Linked DNA regions of Zea mays: region 2 is linked to region 1. Evidence: chromatin contacts called from public Hi-C data. All regions are on one chromosome and are shown on one strand. Each heading gives the region's core, a stretch centred on a gene start, on an enhancer-like site or on the middle of the called end of the contact. The rest is flanking DNA. Distances are from core to core; before and after follow the strand shown. Region 1 has its middle 18 kb from the start of LOC103650165. Region 2 overlaps LOC103650168 (auxilin-related protein 1).

What was found. Hi-C and Micro-C count contacts between places; a contact is called where the count stands out from the background.
Region 2: a contact with region 1 is called in a Hi-C map of endosperm, with 3 times the contacts expected there. The contact joins two enhancer-like sites. A contact is called at or near these places in 3 of 25 Hi-C or Micro-C datasets (endosperm, leaf and tassel).

The regions. Positions count from the first base shown.
Region 1 is chr3:66,588,063-66,591,753 of Zm-B73-REFERENCE-NAM-5.0, reverse strand. No RefSeq gene overlaps it. Among protein-coding and RNA genes, the nearest start is that of LOC103650165, 18 kb to the right of the region's middle. Within about 2 kb of position 1,898, at least 13 of the 20 cell types and tissues checked have an H3K27ac peak or open chromatin away from gene starts, as enhancers often do. A contact at or near this core is called in endosperm and leaf, where this site is marked.
Region 2 is chr3:66,753,216-66,756,963 of Zm-B73-REFERENCE-NAM-5.0, reverse strand. It overlaps LOC103650168 (auxilin-related protein 1), which reads left to right. Exons shown (of 9, transcript XR_004857154.1): 7 at 179-337; 8 at 567-655. Among protein-coding and RNA genes, the nearest start is that of LOC103650168, 33 kb to the left of the region's middle. Within about 2 kb of position 1,958, at least 12 of the 20 cell types and tissues checked have an H3K27ac peak or open chromatin away from gene starts, as enhancers often do. A contact at or near this core is called in endosperm and leaf, where this site is marked.

The DNA of each region.
Region 1 (3,691 bases), core at 649-3,148:
GATATGAATATATCGGTAAATGAAAAAGAAGAGAAAGCTGAAACAAATTTGAGCTCATCAGCTATTAATAAAGGAGCTTGCTACCGTATTGAGAAATATTAGAGTAAAGCAAGATAAAGTGCATAAAGCACTCCCGTGAATTCTGAAAAGGAATGGTAATACTTGAACAAGAGCAATAGTCATTATGTATCTACCATATAATGCAGACTGTCTTGAAAAGATGGCAGTCACTATAGCAAAGATACAATGGCAACTAGCAGCTCAAGGTCTTGAAGATCTGTTTTTCCTAATCATGGACATTATCTCCTTTGTAAGTATGTTTATCTCATTGGCAGAAATCAACTTGAAGTTGAATAAGAGGGTGATTAAATAAAGAAAAGATCTTGATTTGGACTTTATATATTTATAGGCACATGGAAGTGTCATTGACCATAACCTAAGAAAGGCAAATAAAATTAAGCATAGTGTAACTTCGAAAAGTTACCACAAGTATTGAAAGAATCTTGCAAGAATGCAAACATACTCGAAGTATGAGCATGCCACAACTTAAGCATATAGCTTGAGGCATGCTTGAATGAATATTTGAAACCTATACCTTATCATACTGAAAAGGTTCTCAATATAGAAAAGTGCATTATGAAAATACTATTAATTGGTCGGTCATTTGTGAATCTAGATCTATAAGAACCTAAGGATGAGGGGGAGGAAATACTATGTCGATACACCAAAGGTAGACACTCAATGTGTCATTGTGTTTGATCGGTAATGGCATTAAGTATAAATAAATACCATGTATATGAATCATGAATATACTCCAATATATCCAAAGGCTAAGAAATTTTGCATTGAAGATCAAGACATGTACCTAAATATGAATATGAATCCCTTTGTTGTAAATTAAAGTCATATTGAAGTCAGAAAGTGGACCTTTGTGTCAACAATGACAAACTCATGTGGGAACCAAAGTCTAGCATAAAGATTTTGTGAAGATGTATACTTTGAATAAGAAACACTCCACGATATAAGTAATGTGGATTAAGGAATCCCACTACCAACTTATGAAATAAAGAAGCTTGTGTTGCATAAGTAATGATGGGATATGTGTTATGTATAAAAATCCCATTAATATATGATCAAGAAGGCATATGTTGAACCACGTTAGAGTCTTACATAATAAGGCACAAGAAGATCTTGTAGATCTCCATTTAAGCATTGCATCCATCATTGAAAGGATGGACTTGAAGCAATTATAAAAGACTTAAAAGTGTAGTTCTCAGGGGGAGAAAATTGCATACTCCTAAATTGAATCTTGAGCATGAAGTTCAAATACCTAATTATAGTCTTAAGATTAAATGAAGAAAAGGTGATTTGTACTCTTTTCCCCTTATGTGAGTTTTCAATAGAAGTTTCTCACATAAGGTTTTTAATGAGACAAATCATGCAACACAGCAAGCGTGAGCCATGTACTCTTTCTCCAAATTTTTTCCCACTGGGTTTTTGTGGAGTTTTGGGACATGTGTATCTCGCGGCAAGAGAGCCAAGGGGGAGTATTAAGAAACCAGTTTGGGCCCCGAAGGCCCATGTGGCCCATCTAAATAAAATCCTAACTTTGCACTATATATAGAGGAGGACACTACTATTTGTTGTAACTATTGAACAGAATACATAAATAAGAATATCAATAACTCCTATATTTTTGTGTCTCCTGTGTTTATGAGTTAAGTAGTCTTTGGACTATACTTGGCAGCAAAGGGTTCTTAACAAACTGAACGAGGAAACGGAACAGTCTTCAGTCTTCACGCAAGAAAACTGCGGCGCGGAGGCGGACCGCGGACTCCAGATCTCCACGCAGCACGGGGCCAGTACAGTCAAAGAAACCAGAGTCGAAGGCAGGTTTCCCGAGACGCTGCCAGAAATGGCTGACATAGCAGTCACATCCGGTGGCCACACCCTGGCGTCACCAGCACCTGACGGCACACGGTTTCCAGTCTTCCAAGCCCGTTCGGATTAAAAAAGAAACTCACTAGGCTACGCAAAGGACCGAATTTTTTAATTTTGCCATTTAAAAAAATGTTTTGACCTCTCGAACCTTTAAACTACAATGTTAGCGCCGCATTCTATAGTATCGAGAGTATATATTTTTGCTTCACAAACCAAGTATAACACCCAAAATTCAACTTTAGTTTACTGAAGTCATTAGGGAGGAAAATAATATTGTTTTCAAAGGATGAAAATGATGATATAAATAAGATATATAACTTTTGAAAGAGATAAAAAAAAATCAAATGTTTGTTGCATTCATATTAGTGCATAATTTTTGGTTGAAAGTTTTTCAAAATTCTTAGTTTTATTGATTTTTATTTCTTTATGTAAAACCCTTTTATTAAATAATAGGATATTCTTAAAATAGTCTATTTTGAACAATAAGTATTTTATTAAGTTAATAGAATTCTTGAATTTATTTTGATTTTTATAATGTTTATAACATTTGGATTTATAAAAGAATAAGGTTTGGAAAGAGAAGGAAAAAAACCAATTTAGCCTGCCCCAGCCCACTAACCCGCATTTCGGCCCACTCCCCCACAACCCATTCCCTTGTGTCCTTGCTTACAAGTAGGGCCCACCTGTGAGAGCTTTCTTCTTCCTCAAGTCGTCGTGCGCCCGTGCCCCCACGTCCACTTGCCTCCACGCATTCAGTAATTGCCCGCATTTGTGCTCGCCTTGACTCAGTGGAGAGTCCACTTCCACGCCCGTTTCTCTCCTTCTCCATCGAGCATTAAGCGCCACCACCATTCCCTCTCCCCCACTAGCCATTAACTCCGGCGAGCAATCGAGCATGGCTCATGCCTCCTCCGCTACCCCTCATGGCCCTATATAAACTGCCTAAGCCCCCAGTTGCTTCCATGTGCCAGCATTCTCACTCATGCACCCTCCTTCGCTCTGCTCTCATGCACCAACGTGCAGCCATCACTTGCCACGGACAGGTCATTCCGAAGCTTTGCCAACGATGCTGAGGCCACGCCCAAGTTCTCTAGAGCCTTCTCTTGTCGTTACACACCTCCCCTATCTCGATCTTGTCTCGTCGAGCCCAGCCCAAAGCTGTCGAAGCCAAAACCACCATGGAATTGAAGTTGAAGATGACCATTTAGCAATTTGGCCCATGCACTTTATTCTTTTTACTTGCCTATCCATCACAGTTCAAAAACCCTTTCGTATATGTCCTTTTTATTATGTTTAGGCCCCTACCGCTTTCGGTATTGGAACTCATTGTCCAAAGCTTGTGTTCTTGCACCGAAGCCCTCAGATTTTTGAAGTAAAACCCTCGAGTCCTTGTTTTCTTTGTTCCTAGCCCCTTGGAATCTATATTTTATTGCAAATAGGTCCTTGCATAGGTATTTATAATATAAAATGTGTATTTTAAGTCCAAATAAATTTGTTTTGTTTTGTTAGCTTCATAATATTGTACTGCATATTTTAAAACAACTTTTGCAATAGTTTTCATACTTTCAAAATTTAAAGTTAATAATGTTTAGTATAGTTGCTTCAAATATAGGTTTTCTTAATAAAAATTAAAAGATGATATAGACCATGTGTTTTCTTAACCAAAAATAAAGATAATTAATTGCTTAATTATCTTTTCTTGAAATAGGGTTTAGGCTTATAATTCAAGTTTTCATAAAAGGTATATGCG
Region 2 (3,748 bases), core at 709-3,208, 170 kb before region 1:
TGTTATTTTGTTTGCGACCTTTTTGTATTATACATTGTGCTACAAAGTCTCTGTTTTTTTTCTTCTATATTTTTGCGGAAGATGCTTAAGTATGGTTATTGAGTGCTAGAAAATTAGATTTTCTATCCTTTTGTTCTTCTCCAATTGCTATACTCATGCTTCTCGTTTAACTGTGTAGATTCTTTGGCCTGAATGTGGCTGGCGACCTGTATCATTGACTGATCTGATTACAGCAGCATCTGTCAAGAAAGAATACAGGAAAGCAACATTGTGTATCCATCCTGATAAGGTGCAGCAGAAGGGTGCAAATCTTCAACAGAAATACATTGCAGAAAAGGTATTTGACCTTCTGAAGGTATGGCTACTCAATGTCATTCTAGCCAGTTTTTCCTACATTTCAGCTACAAAAGCTCATTGCTGCTGCTGCGCTTCTAATTCATTGTTAGTTTTTACACTACGAAAACCTTTTCATGATTGACATTCATAGTGTCATAAAATATCTCACGACTTATAAGCAATGGTTTTATTCTGTGAGACCTTTGCTTACATGTCTCTGATGCAAACAGGAAGCCTGGAAAAAATTCAACTCAGAAGAACTCTTCTAACAACTTGTTTAGGAAAATGTTGATCGCAAAACAAGTATTGGGAAGGACAGGTAGGCAAGCTACGGTAGATATTTTTATTCATTTCTATATTTAGTTATATAGTGTTTTTCTTATTTCCTTGTTTCCGATTTCTTGCTCGCTCTATTCATTGGCATATGCACCCTTATTTTGTGTCATGTAACGTTGTATATATATATCTTTCCGTGTGCAGTGTAAGTAAACTTGTGCTCACTCCTTTCTTTTTCATTTGCCGTGTTTTAGTTAAAAAATGAACTAGCGGACGGCAAATATTCGATAACGGAGGTAGTACTCACAGAAAAACAAAGTTTGGGAGCAATGGGAATGAAATTGATTGGATGGGCTAAAACCCTGCATTCCATGGCTCCCAAACAAGTCCTAAAAGTTGCATTTTTTACTAGCATTATCGCATGGATGTCTTGACTCCATTGGCTAAATGAATTTTATCTAGAAATGGTTAAATGGATATCAATTCTGTAGCATTTGGCAAAGCATCACTCAATGCAATCTTCACCGTCAATTTTGGATAATCCGATATTTGGGAGATTTTGGATAACATCGTTGTACATGCGAGTTTAGTAAAGTGTTTTTATGCCAAACTTTATGTTTCCAATGGCTTTGTTATACTTACAAACGATGTTGACTCCATATAATTTTTTGCTCTTGGACAGGGACATACTGGTCCCTGTAGTAATGAAGAAAGGGAGAGTAGCAGGGGCCCTGTTTGGTAAGGTACCAAATTGTTTTTGCTATAGTGTGTGAAGCTAGAATTAGTGAATAAAAATAATACTCCCTCCGTCTCAAATTAGTATTTGTTTTAGCTCTTAGTATTTATGTCTATAATCAAATAGATGATATAAATCTAGACATATATAAAACATATACATCAAGTATTGTATGAATCCATTAAAAACATAAAATGAATTTTAATTTGAAAGGAAGGAATACCATGAAAAAGTTTATCGTGAGTCGTGACAGGGTATGTAGAAGCAGGCACCAGCTCGAGGGGCGATTCCGGTTAGCTCAAGGCCAGATATGCAGGCTAGTCGCTCGTCCAATCTGGAGAAGCAGCCGCCAGCTCAAGGACGTTTCTTGCTAGCTCTAGGCTAGGGAAAATTTAACTATTTGATGATAACTCTCTAAAAGAACTATTTGATGATAACTCTCTAAAAGATACTTTTATAATGTCCATAACAGTTACCATTATTTTTTGAAACATTCTACATTTTTGTCATTTTACCTACATGGCTGGCCACGCATGCCCACTATGTGTCCTTGCCAGCGTGGAATGCTTTGGAAAATGTCCCTTTTGCCCTCCATCTCTCAGCCATTGAGCCGATAGCCTCGCCAGCGACGTCGGGTAGCTAGCTACCCACAAGGCCTAGCTCGTCGGGATTCTCCACCAGTGGCGTCGTTGGCGTCATTCGCCCCACCACGAGCACGTTGACCTTAGATAACATGTTGATGGTCTCAAACACCTCCTTGGTGTACCCTTGCCGCTCCTCGAAGTGCACCGATCCATCCTTCAACATGCTGACCTTCTTGGACTTGAAAGCGTCAACCACTGCATCGTCGTCTTCTCTCTCCGCGTCGAAATGCTAGCGAAACCTTACCAGTGTGACGGCGACACTCGAGTGCTCGACCATGGGTGTCACGTAGGTGAGCGCCTCATGGCACTGGGCCTGCCGAAGAAGAGCATCGCGACAGAGAAGGGCACGTTCTTGGCGGTTGCGTTGGTCACATGTTTTGATTCCTAAGGCCGTCTACAGCAGTTTACCTAAAAGTACTGTTATGCATTGTAGACTGTACTGTTCGTAGAGTGGAGTTTGAATATCGGTATGTGGATGAGTAAGCTGCCACAGATAGCTTCAAAGAAATCAAAATGGGGCAACACAATTAGAAACGAGAGATATTCATTTCTTCGATCTATATAATGGATAGATCAAAGGGAGAAGACTATCATAATTGAAGGACCTTTGTATAATGAAATAGAAATGCTGAAGGGAAACCATGACTGATATGTATCCTTTGTTATTTCTTCTTGATTATAAATAATTATAGGAATACATTCGAATGGTGATACGAAGGTAAAATATACACAACTTCTGAGGTTAAGCAGTTCAGATATCCTCCTCAGGAAAAGGTGTCTGTTTGGATGTCATTGTTTCTCTATTTATAATTGTAAGTCAGAGTACAATTTCGTATAAAATTACAAACATGTCCTCAAATCCTACTCCAATTCTATACATGGAGACTACATGATCCTTTAGGGGCACCATGGTCTTTTCCTTCACAGACGTGCTGACCAAGTCTTCAGGTTTTCTCCCTCGTTTCGTTGCAGTTGCATGCTTAAAGCACGAGGCCGAAGATTCCTAGCTTCACCGTCATGTGCACACTGTTTAACCGAAGGCTTTCAGGCGAAGGCTAGCTTCACTGCTTTGATAGACCTGAAACTAGGGGTGCAAACGGATTGGATCGGAGCGAATATTATATGGTTGCGGATATGGATATTTTAGGATGTCGAAAATGGCGCAGAGTCAGAGCGGAAGCGTGGTGGAAGCGGTTTTCAAAGGTTGCATAATATATGTATACATCTATATTTTATAGCGATCAATAGTTCATAAACTAAAGATTAATAATTGACAAAATAACTTGAATATAGCTATAATAAATAACTAAGTAGGTAAATAATAAACTACATTATGTCACACACAATACGATGTGTGATCCTATCGCTGATTGATTTATGTTGGCTTGTTGCCTGTTGGGTTGGGGGTGGCGATTGATTTCTGTCGTGTATAGTGTTTCATTTCCTGTTCCACCGTATAGAAATTTCAGTTTTATTTGGCCAGTAATTAGTCATTGTTGACTGATTCTCTGTCTCTCTTGCACTTGACAAACTAATAGAATATTATCCTATTTTAAGCATCGGATAATCTGCTCTCAAATATCAGATAATCCATATTCGTTAGATTTTGGTGATATCATACCCTACTCCGCATCCGCACGTAGATCAGATTATCCATATCCGCATGGATATAATAACTCCTACACCATACCCGTATAATTAGGATTTAGATCAGATCGAATAATTATCCACACCACTTGCACACCTACCTAAAACA